Regions from separate parts of the Mus musculus genome. Here region 1 is linked to region 2. Evidence: chromatin contacts called from public promoter capture Hi-C data. All regions are on one chromosome and are shown on one strand. The core of a region is the stretch at or near the end of the contact, and the rest is flanking DNA. Distances in the headings are between cores, read along the strand shown. Region 1 holds the start of Rab5c (RAB5C, member RAS oncogene family). Region 2 holds the start of Stat5b (signal transducer and activator of transcription 5B).

Region 1 (6,095 bases), core at 180-2,679, 110 kb after region 2:
AGGCCAGTGTTGGAGGATGAGGTTAAACAGAAGTGGTCCTAATTCATGCCGGGCGTGGTGGCGCATGCCTTTAGTCCCAGCGCTAGGGAGGCAGAGGCAGGAGGATTTCTGAGTTCGAGGACAGCCTGGTCTACAAAGTGAGTTCCAGGACAGCTAGGGCTACACAGAGACACCCTGTCTCGAAAAACAAAAAACAAAAAACAAACAAACAAAAAGTGGTCCTAATTCATACAGAAGGAATTAGAAGCAACAGAAACAGAACTGACCTGTGGTAGAAGGGTTAGTGGTTTTCATCTATAGTGACGGGTAGAGAGAACACAGGTAGTCTTTGAAGGAGCGCTAATTCTGACTGGGGGCAGAGTGAGGGAGATGAGGGGGTCTGGTATATTTGGGAACAGAGCCTAAGAAAGAAAGCTTAGTCTGTCGTGGTGGTTGCACATGTGTTTAATCCCAGCACTCCAGAAGTAGAGGCAGGAGGATCTCTGTGAATTCAAATACAACCCATCTACAAAGTAAGTTCCAGGCCAATCAGGACTACATAGTGAGAGCCCATGTGAAAGGAAGAGAGAGTGAGAGCAACCCTTGGCAGCAGCAGGTCTCCTTTTCAACCATTTAGTATCCTCTAGACAACTCCTTCTTTTAAAAAAAAAAAATTACATTTCTTCAAGTATTTAGCGGGAGGGAGGGTGGATGGGTGGTTGTCAAAAGACAACTAGTGGGAGTCTGTCTTACTCCATGTGAGTCCTGGGCACGGCACTCAGTCAGGCTTGGCTGCAAGCATCTTCACCTGTCGAGCCGTTTCGCTAGCCCCCAGAGAGCCCATTCTATAGAGCTCTCAGAGATTTCATCACCTTTTTTTTTTCTTTCTTTTTTCTTTTTCTTTTCTTTTCTTTTTTTTTTTTTTTTTTAAGCCAGGATCTTACTACATAACCCTAGCTGTTACTCACAGAGATCTGCAAGCCTCTGCCTTCGGATCGAGCCATTACACCTGACTCCATCGCCTTTCCTATAATAGAATGTCCTCAACAATCAGCCTCCTGGGCGGGCTTGGCTTCTCCAAGTTGCCGAGGGCACACGACCGGTCTGCGCGGCTACGTGAACATCATATTTTTCCTTTCTCAATTCTGCATGAACAGCCCTCTGTCTGCTCTCTTGGAAAGCTCAGCCACACGCCTTCCCTCGCGGCACTTGGAACTGGCAGTGACGCGATAAGCAGGCCTGGACCGGCTCCGCCCCACCGGCAGCCGGTTCCACCCAAAACCCAAGTGCCAGGCAGCCCCCGGCTCCTCCCTGTGCGGAGAACTACAAGTCCCGCCATCCCTCGCGCGCACTCTCCCTCCTTTCCCGCGTTGATTGTGGGTAGGATCGGAGTGTCTCCCATTGGTCTGTTCTTTCTGTCAGTCACCTGGGAATATAGAGAGGCGGGGCAGAGCTGAAGATCCGGATCCGGAGCGGCTGAAAGGCGGAAGTGGAGGCCGGAGCCTGGGACACCGCCGGGGGTGGGGGGGAGAGGAGCGGAGTCTGTGGAAGCCCCGGCCCAAAGTAACGCTGCTGCCCGGAGCCGCGGTGAGTGTGCCTGTCCCAGGGCCAGTGTCTCACTTGTGTGGTAGCCTCCCTGGGGTACCCTTTCCTCCTGCCCAACCTTAGCTTAGGGGGACACTGACCCCTCCCCCGACCCGTAGCCCCCTCTTAGGGGCTCACCAGGGCGTCAGGCCAAAGGGGGAGCTCCTCTTTCCTTCGCTAACCTGTCCTTCGGGAGCCTTTGGGAGTCTTTTGAGGCTCTCCTCTGGCCTGTCCAGTCCACTTGTGGGAGAGAGGGACTCTTAAGTTCCGCTCCCCACCCCCTCAGCTTTCAAAATCAAAGAGTCTTTACCAGGTGCGAAGGAACCTGTCCCCCTTCTCTTTTAGAGGTGACGGAGAGTGCTGTCTCTCCTGGTTTTCCTTTCCTGTGTTCTACGCCTCCCACTCCCCAATCCCAACCAAAAACCCAGTTGTCCCCCTGCAGCCCTGAAATTATCTTTATCTCGATTTCCTTTCGGAGATGCGGGGATGGGGGGGGGGGGATGTCGGAATGAGAGTGTTGTACACGCACAGAAGTGTTTTTGCGCGCTTACAGTTCCTTACTTCCTCTTGAGCTTACGAGGACCTCAGCAGAGTTTGAATTCTGGGTCACTTAGACGGAATGGCAGCCTTCTCCTTGGACTGCACGTTATGCCCCCAGCCCTGTCTTAAGTTCTCTCAGTGTGTGTTCGTCTTCCTGCCTCTAAAGAATTTAGCTGAGCTCTGCTCAATCCTAGGGACAGATCACAGATCAGGGAGGATCTGCCCATTCATTATCTTCTGTCTCCCCTCCTCCTTCCCCCCTGCTTCAGGCCCAGCCCTGTCCTTCCAGAGCATGTGAGTGGTTTCCTTAGAGAGACTGCTGCCTGCTTATCTATAGGGGTGGAGAATAGACCAAATAGGAGTAGTGTGAAATTGAGGCACCATCTCTTAACCACCCTGAATCACACACCACTATACACTTGAGCAACAGGTCCATTCCTCACCAGAGTCTCCACTCCCCTCTTGGCTTGGACTTTTTCACAGAGCAGTTAGTCCACATCACCGTGGCAGGTATAGTTTTCGTCCGTAAAGGAATTGCTTATGTGTGCTGGAAAGTGCCAGTTCCCCTACTGTATTGACACAGGATTCTTGTGTTTTCCTTGGGACTTAAGTGTGTGAAATGGCTGGTATCTCTGACCAAGCTGGAAGGTTCTCTTGTTATGCGGCCAAAGTACAGGTTAGAGACTGCCTTCCTGAGGAGTAGCCTGATTCTGAAGCCACAGCTGACCCTTGCTGTCTTGCAGTGGAGGAAGAGTGGGAAAGCCATTCAGTCCTTGGGCATCTCTGATCAACTTTTTTTTTTTTGGTTTTTTGAGATCTGATCAACTTAAGATGCTTTTCTTACTACACAAAGGCTAAACATTTTGCTTTGAGATCTTTCCAACCTACTTCTGGACAGTTTCCGGTGTTCAGTCAGTATAACAATCAATCAATCCTCTCTCTCTCTCTCTCTCTCTCTCTCTCTCTCTCTCTGTGGGCTCAGAGATTCAGCTAGCCTAGTTTCTCTGATCTGTTCAACATGTGCCTCTGAGGGAGAGGGCCAGTGACCCCTGCCTGTTTACAGGGATTGGTTTCTGCTAGACTTACCTTCCAAGGAGTGGATTGTGATTCCTGGGGTTCTAGCTGAAGCAAGGGAACCTTCTAATGGGCGTTTCTGGCATTTGTCCGGACATCTTTCCAGCTCTGACTCCAAAGCGCCCTTTTGCGGAGAAGCTGTCTGTGAGACAGGAGGCACTAGAGTTCTGCATGGTTCTGCAGCCACTTCTGGCTTTCAGAAATTGTAGCGGCCCAGCAGAAGTCCGTTGCTGATCTGCCGGGCTAGGGAGGGCACTCCAGAGAGGAAGTCCCTCCTCTCTAAGGCTGTTCTCCACCTCCCCTCTTGCTTCTCACACCTCGTTGGCCTTTCTGCCTGTTCACTCCTGGAGGAGGGCAAGAGCTCGTGAAGATAGAAAGCCCCCAGAGTGCTCTCAGTGCCTATTCCTCACAAGTGTCCTGGAGATGGTGGTATTTGTATGCCCACCTTGAGACGGTTCCCCCCAAGCATACAGTTAGAAGTGGTCAGACGCTGTGCTTGCAGCGTGGCTTCGGGTGTAGCTTTGTCTTTTCTAAAAGCAGGCTCCCCTGTCTGCGGGGCTTGCTGAGTAAAGGCGCCTGCAGGGAGAATGAACAGGGACAGGAGCACAGACTCTTAAGTCCGCCGTCTCTAGTATTGGCTTTTGCTTCCCTCTCTTTTCCCAACATTCTACCCTCTTTCTTTGCCGTGGACTCCATGACAGTTAAGAATCCCAAGCCTGTACTCTTCAGGGCCTAAGAGTTTGCTAATGTCTGTGTGCCATTAATTTCTCCAAAACTTGACTCATGATAGCTAGAAAATGAAAGTGAAAGTGAAAGGCAGAGAGGTCCCCCAGGCAGGGTTGAAAGGCCATGCCTTCTGATTTCCCTCTGATACCCTGATGATTCTGAGACAGGGTCTTACTGTGTAGCCCTGGCTGTCCTGGAACCCATAGAGGTATGTCCACTTGTCTCTGCCTCCCAGGCCCTAGGATTAAAGATGCCCATCACCATGCTCAGCTTCAAATTCAGATAGAGCTCCACTAAGCAAGCATTCCTTAAAAAGAACCTACACGTATTCATTTATTTTCTGTCTGGGTGTGCGCACACACACACACACACACACACACACACACACACACACACACACGTGCCGATGAACACGTGTAGAAGAGAGACAACAACTTGTGAGAGTCAGTTCTCTACTACCAGGTGGGGCCTGGGATAGAACTCAGGTCTTCAGACTTGGTGGCAAGCACTTTCCCTTGCTGAGTCGTCTCACCAGCCCAGAAAGAACCTTTTTAATGGGCTGAGGATATAGCTCAGTTGGTGAGTGCTTGCTTAAGATGCATGAGTCTCATCTCTCTGCACTATATAAACCAGGTGTGTAGGCACATCTGTGGTTGCAGCTCCTTGGAGATAGAGGCTAGAGGATCAGAGTTGAGAGTCATCCTTGGCTATATAGAAAGTTGGAGGCCATTCTGGATTACAGGAGACTCTTGACTCTTTTTGTAACCATTGCTCAGCTATCAGAAGGGCAGTGTAGGTGGAAGGCAGTAGAGGCTTAGGCGCAGAGACTTGAATTCCCATCCTCAGCCCCTTGCTTACCATTTGGGTGACTTGGGCTCATTGAACCTGTTTTCTTGTTTTTTGTTGTTTTTTTTTTTTCCTCACAAAATGGGAATACTAGATCTCTTGCAGAGATAGAAATAAAAGATAGGGGCTGGTGAGATGGCTCAGTGGGTAAGAGCACCCAACTGCTCTTCCAGAGGTCCAGAGTTCAAATCCCAGCAACCACATGGTGGCTCACAACCATCTGTAACGAGATCTGACTCCGTCTTCTGGAGTGTCTGAAGACAGCTACAGTGCTTACATATAATAAATAAATAAATCTTTAAAAAAAAAAAAAAGAAAGAAAGAAATAAAAGATAAAGGAGCCAGTCCAGTGTCATGGTTAGGATAGATCCTTACGGTGGCCTCTGGTGGGCAGGTGGGGTTGTGAAGGTTTATTATAATTCATCTTTACAATTCTAATCAATTTTAGGGTCACAATCTGATATACCAGCCAGTGTTTGGATGATGTCCCGTGTTTGCTCATTCCATAGCTACTTAGCAGAATTGATACAGGCTGTAGCTATTTTTTTTTACAGGAGTGCTGGGGATGGCAAGTTCATGGCTTTAATCCTAGCACTTGGTGGGTGGGTGTGTGCAGAGGCAGGAGGATCTCAGTGAGTTCAAGGCCAGCCTGGGCCATAGTGAGACCATGGAGGGGGCAGGGGGAGGCAGACAAACTATAAGAAACTGCTAGGTAGTCACTGTGATTGTCCAATTGGGAATCCGTGTTATTTCTTTTATTTTTGAGGCAGGTCTTTTTCTACTTGGCTCTGGCTATCCTGGAACTTACTATGTAGACCAGACTGGCCTTGAACTCATATCAATCCACCTGCCCCTGCCCCTGCCTTCAGCGTTGGTACTTAAGGCATGTACTACCATTCCCATTATTGTACCTTTTTCTTCATTAATGGGATTTTCCTAGGAGATGAGCGCAGTGTTACTGATCTGCATGGCCACATTTGTTTCAGGCAGGTTTTATAGACTAAGATGTCCCAAAATTTAGGTTCTGATGCTTTCAAGACCTTGGCAGAGCCCTATGGAATCCTAGCAGTTTGGGAGACTGAGGCAAGAGGATCCTGAGTTCAAGGCCTGCCTTTATTGCATAGCATGTTTGAGACTAGCCAGAATAACTTAGTGAGACCCTCTCTCCAGATATAAAACATAGGCTGAGGCTATCTCAAACAAAACAAAGAACCTTGAAATAATCTTTTAAGGCATTTTGTGTATTGAAAGTATGGCATATAAAGGATTGGCTTTCAAACCACCACATCTCCTATACACAGGGGTAGTGATACCAGTTAAAGTTCAACTTATTTTGTTTTGTTTTT
Region 2 (5,851 bases), core at 1,082-3,581:
CTGGTGTCCTCCCAACATAGAAGCTGTATGGTCCTTCGATCCAAAGAGGAGGTATCTGGATCCATCTGCATTTTCAAATACGGAGGAGGATGGTGGACTTTTCTTCCTGTCGGAATGACAGCTTTCTGTTTTGCTGAGGTAGCCACAGAACATTCCATCCTTTGTGGCTCCAAACACAGGACTAACTAACTGGCTACCTAGTGAGCAGTCAGAGATGTGCTGTGGTTTTCTCAATGGAGTGACACCCTTTTGGATGTTGTTGGTCATCAGCTATAGTAGCTGAGTTGAGTCCTAGACCTTACCCAATCTCAGGAAAAGAAATTTAAATCCTAGCTCTTATTAACCACTATAACAGTTAGCATAAATATAGTGGGTGGCAGGGTTTGAACTATTTCATATCTCTTAGCTCACTTGATTCTCGGGACGCCATGAGGTAGACAGTACTGATATTGCTATGTAGTGAAAACAGAGAACAAGGCAGAAAAGGGTTCACAATGGTATGACTGCTTTTGGACCTTGTGCTCTTGATATGTACATAGTCCTTGCAGTTTCCTTTTCCAAGGTATAGCATATTTACTGGGTGTCTACACAGGGCTGGGTGTGGGTGGGGGGATTTAAAGGTGAACAGGATATTGTGTCTGCCTTTGGAGGAGACACATGCTAACAAGAAATCGTTCTTCAACACAAGAGGTATGGTGATAAGGCATGGTATGAAGTGTGTGGTGAGAAACAGGAGGGTAACAGTTATACTGCCTAGACTCTGGGCCCTAGAGCAGGAGCAACCTGTAGGTTGAGACCCATTTGGGGATCTAGGGACCCTTTCACAGTGGTTACCTAAGACCATTAGAAAACACAGCTATTTACATTATGATAAACAGCAGTAGCAAATTTTATAGGTATGAAGTAGCAACGGAAATAATTTTATGGTTGAAGTCACCATAACATGAAGAACTATATTAAAGGGTTGCGGAGTTAGGAAGGTTGAGAACCACTGCCCTAGAGCGAGCATCACACAGAAAGGCCAGGAGTGTGTTTCTGGGAGAGGTGATAGCTTACAGGTATGGAAGCTTGAACAGAGAAATGTGCCCTGAAGTTTTAACTCGTCCTAAGCTGGCTGTGGGGTGGGGGGGTGGGGGGAGGAAAGGTGGGGAAGGGGAAGCCCAGAGCTGCTGATTTCCATCCCATCCAGCTTCTTGGCCCAGCCCCCACGCTCTCTCCCTCTTTTTTGTGCCAAGCACTGTGTCAGGTGTTGGCCCAGCCTGTAGGGCAGGAGCAGAAGGGCTTTGTGATCAGTTAACACCCCCAAACCTTTGTGCCTGGGAAGGCTGCTGGGAAGAGAATCATAGAAGAGCTTGCCTCTCGATCCTGCCTGGCTAGGAAAATTTTCAGCGGGACAAATTGTAGGTGACTGTAGAGAATAGACGTTCCGTGTGTTTGTGCTGGGAAGGGGTCCTCCCTCTTTTGCCCCTGCAGCTGAGGTTTCTACAGCTGTGGCTTCTGTACCACTGATGTGCCTTGCTTCCGGGCTGGCCGGGTTGGCCCTTGGAGGGTTGCCAGGGAAACCACTGGCCAGCTTGGGGAGATGGAGCGCGGGAGAGTGGGTGACTCAGGTTGCTTTCTCTCACACATACAGCAACCCTCCCCAACATTGGGGAAAGGGTAGTAGAGACCCTCTACCCCTGGAGAGAACCCAGACGGCCCTGGATAAACCTGTCACTCCCAAAACCAAGATTAGTTACCAGCAAAAATTCCCAGGGAGGAAGGCGTCTCCCATATGCCCCATAGATTCACCCAGGGGCAATCCACTGATCCAGTTGGCCCGGTCCTGCCTGTGCCCATCGGGGTAGTGCGACAGGGGCCCTGGTTTAAACCTCCCTCCAGGGAGCAAGCTCGGGATAATTATTGATCGGGGCTACTATGGACTTCTGCCCTCGGCCTGAGAGCTAGAGGACGCGGGCCTGGTTTCCCGGCGGGAGGGCGGTGGGCGGGCCGCGGAGGGGGTGTCCCAATCTCCAAGACCACCGCCGCTCGTGCCCTTAAACGGGGATCTCTCCCACCCAAACAAAACAGCATGTGTTAGGGGTCCCGGAGCCTCGAGGGGGTGTCCAGGGCGGCTGGGCGCGGGCTCGGCCTGCAGCGGGAGCGCGCGGCGCAGGCCCAGCCGAGCGCGCTCCCGCGCTCCACTGCGCGCAGGGGGTTCCGGGGCCCCGCAGGGCGGTCGCGCAGGGGCGCGGAGGGACCTTGGGGCTGGGGAGCGCGCGCGGGCAGGAACCAGGAAGCGGGGCGCGCTCGGGGTTACGGGCGGGCGCGCGTCCCCGGAGCCTGAGCGCGAGAGCGGCGCGCGCCCCCGTGGGCCCCGGCGGGAGGAGAGTCGGCGGCCCAAGCCGTCACCCCGGGCGGGGACCGAGCGCGGGCGACGACGCGCGGAGGTCCTGCACGGGGAGGGAGCGAGCGGGCGTGCGAGAGAGCGTGCGGGACCGGAGAGACCGCTGGCTCTGGTGGGGCAGAACGAGGTAGGAGCTGCGCCCTGCGCGGGGCCAGGGGGCCCGGGAGCCCGGGCGGGGCCCCGTGCTCCTGCTGTCTAGAAGCTGGGCAGGGCCGAGCCGCCGCCATCGCTCCGGGGCCGTGGGGAGGCCGCGGGGGCCGCGCCGGGCGGCTGCAGAGGGGCCCGGGGCGCTGGTGGTGGCTACGAGAGGGGCGCGCGGAGGCCACGGAGGGGGGCGCCGTGGATACCGTGAAAAGTATTGGCGCGTGCGTGTCACGATGGGTGTGTGAGGGACGCCGACAGAGCCGATCCCCTGGGAGCGAGGGGACTGCTGTCGGCCGCCTCACACCTTCCTGTTGCATTTCTGAAGAGTCCCTGCTGTCTCCCAGTTTTTCCTCTTATTATAATGTGCTCCCCAAAGCGGGGGGGGGGGGGTGCCCGAGACTCTGGGGAAAACGATGAGCCGAAGGTACCCAGTGGAGTGGGGGGTATCAGCAAAGCTTCAAGAAATAGTGCCTTATAAGGAGTCAAGACAACAAATATGAACATTTTGATAAGGCTCTGGGCTGCGGGGTCCCACATCAGGACCTGCCAGGCCTGGGCTTGAATGTGTGGTGGTGGGATGCGGGCAAGCTGTTCTTTCATTTTCTCTTCTTTTCTTTTCCTTTCTTTTCTTTCTATCTTGTTTTTCCTAGCCAAGGTTAAAGAGTTAAAAAAAAAGTGATCCTGGTGTCGGGGGTAGATATGGGGAGTCGGAAGGAGAGCTGTCTTATCACAGAAGCTGGTCTGAGTCTAAAGGAATCTGGCAAGATGGTCAGAGTGATCAAGGGGGGGGTAGCAGAAGGGGGCGGGGGGGGGGACTTGTCTGGAGCAGGAGGCGTTTGCAAACACTTGTAGCCAGCAGTGATGGAAAAGGCGAAGAACAAACGGCAGCGTTTAGAAAGCAGGGATTAATGAGACCCAGAAGATTTTAAAGGCAAAAAGAGGCCATTCGTTTCCTCAAGGACCTATGTCCACTTTTGTGCTTGTCTCGCTGTGGGTCGGAACTTGTATTAAATTAATAGTGGCAAACTGGCTTATAGAATCTTCGATTTGGGAAGCCTCCACCCCTGGGATTATACTACATTCTTTCATTGTAAAAACTGAGGCCCAGATAGATGGACTTAGCTGCCAGCTCAGGTCACAAGTGTGTTTATATTTAGTAGTTTATGGACTCACACCCACAAGGACCCATCTTGTGCAGTGAAGTAGATGTTTGCCTCAGTAAGACTCTATAGGTTGTTGTTAGAGTATCCTCAGAGAATGTCCCTTGAAAAGGCTAGGGTGTCACTGGACCGATGGTTTTGTGTAGCCTTGTAGCAGTGGCTTTTATCATCTGCTTGTATCTTGGGCTTCCAAATCTATTGGATAGTTGCCGGTGCCTTAATAAGCTTTCAGCTGTTGAGTCTGCATTATCTCACATAATTTGATTATCATTCAGTCAGGATACGGGCCTTTGCCTCTTATCCATTGTCATGCTATTGTTCATTTGTTTTTGTTGTTTGATGTTTACAGTGTCCGTCGGATGTATTTTACTTATGGATTATTTATTTCATGTTTCTCTCATTTCATTTGGGGACACTGAGTTGATTTTGAGCCTTTTCAGCTGGGGAATTCTGTTGGTTGGCCTCTGAGTGGTTTGTTATGTGTTTTCTTGGTAGCAATCTCCATTTTATGAAGGAATATAGTTGTTAAAATTGATAGAGCTAAACGGGAAGGGGCTTCTGGTTTTAAGAGTCCAGTTAGAACACCTGCATACCCCTGGCCAGGTGTCACCAGAGGATGACGTGTTTTCTGTAGGCTTTGGAGAACGGGAAATTCAAACAAAGTTGTACACTTCAAGAGAGTGGAAAAGTCTCTCTGTCTCTTCTTCCCCCCTCCCTCCCTCCCTTCCCACCCCCACCCCTCTTCTCACATCTGAGAGAAGACAAACAAAACAAAACAAAACAAAAACAAAAACCAAGAGTTGATTTCTGTCACTAGCAGTTTGGTGATTGCATAACTCAGAGTTCAATTTCTCTAAAAAATCTTTGCTGCAGACCCAGCAACCTCCCTGATTTTTACCTTCTCTGTTTTCTTGTTTCTGCCAAGAAGCCATTGATATACGTATGTTGGGCTGAGTTTAAGGAGGATATGCTTCCGTGTATGCTTTGTGATGTGTGTAAGGGGGCGGGAGGACAAATACTATCAGTGCTTGGGGGATTGCAACAGAAATATTTTGGCCAACACTTCCTATTGACTCTGACTTCTCATTTCACCTCCATTTTCTTAGTCTCGATTGATTTCTCTTCCTCCTCCTCCTCCTCTTCTTCCTCTTCTTCCTCTTCCTCCTCCTTCTTATACACAAGGATCCCATTGGGATCAAAAGCATCATTTACTGCTTTTTGGTATATGTTTAATTTTTTTCGTCCCAATGATATTACAGTCAGTCTGTATCAGGCTTATATAGGTGAATATACTTGCTGTGGTTCCTCTGGTTTGTTACGTAGGCAAGGGATACGTGTGTCCTTATAGTAAAGAAAGGATCTATAAAGAGGAAAATAACATCCTTAAATCTGGTGTTAGTTGAAAGTGGGCTCAATGGAAGCCTCATTGTTCTAACGCCCTACAAGGTGTGTGCCTCTGTGAAGTCATGCCCGGATGTATGAACAATCTTAGTGATGCCTTCCTTGCCTTCATTTGGAGTGTAGATTGACCATAGAATTCCTACAAAGCATGCACACTAAAGAGAAAACAAAACTCATAGTTGTTTTTGTTTTGTTGTTTGAGCATTTGAGAGGTTTTTTTTTAAAGTTATGTGATGATAATTCCAAGTTACCTCTAATTACTGAGTTCTGAAAAATGTGTGTGTGTGTACGTATATATATTTTTTCTCTTCAAGACAAGGATTCCCTGTGTAGCCCTGGCTGTCCTGGAACTGACTTTGTAGACCAGGTTTGCCTCGAACTCATAGAGCTACCCCTGCCTCTGCCTCCCGAGCCCTGGGATCAAAGGCGTGCACCACCACTGCCCAGCCTGAGGAATATTCTTTTATTATGTAATAAATTATCAAAGTACTTTGACTCAGGAACTTCTGTCTTCATCTCCTCCCCTGTCCCCTCCACCCACCTCTGTTTTTTGTTTTTGTTTTTTTGGGTTTTTTTTTTGCCCCAAAGTTGGGCATAGTCATGCATGCTAATAATTCCAGCTAGTAGGGAAGCTGAGGCAGGAGGGTTCAGAGTTTGAGGCTAGCCTGGGCCGATAAACAAGAATCTGTCTCAACATAAGAAGAAAGATTTGGGGGTGTAGCTCAGTGTATGTATGTATGTATGTATGTATGTATGTATG

What was found. Promoter capture Hi-C pulls out the DNA fragments that hold promoters and counts their contacts.
Region 1: a promoter capture Hi-C map of pre-B cells shows a contact between it and region 2, with 5 times the contacts expected there. The contact joins the promoter of Rab5c here to the promoter of Stat5b in region 2. A contact is called at or near these places in 11 of 39 promoter capture datasets (the 3T3-L1 cell line, the C10 cell line, the HPC-7 cell line and 7 more), 1 of 15 datasets of contacts at CTCF or cohesin (the NIH/3T3 cell line), 14 of 484 Hi-C or Micro-C datasets (the C2C12 cell line, the G1E-ER4 cell line, bone marrow-derived macrophages and 8 more), 18 of 115 datasets of contacts at active chromatin or transcription factors (the 230-238 cell line, CD8 T cells, the HPC-7 cell line and 12 more) and 3 of 9 other capture datasets (adipose tissue, liver and pancreatic islet).

The regions. Positions count from the first base shown.
Region 1 is chr11:100,733,549-100,739,643 of GRCm38.p6, reverse strand. Rab5c (RAB5C, member RAS oncogene family) reads left to right here and starts at 1,429. Exons shown (of 6, transcript NM_024456.5): 1 at 1,429-1,566.
Region 2 is chr11:100,847,061-100,852,911 of GRCm38.p6, reverse strand. Stat5b (signal transducer and activator of transcription 5B) reads left to right here and starts at 2,331. Exons shown (of 19, transcript NM_001113563.2): 1 at 2,331-2,513.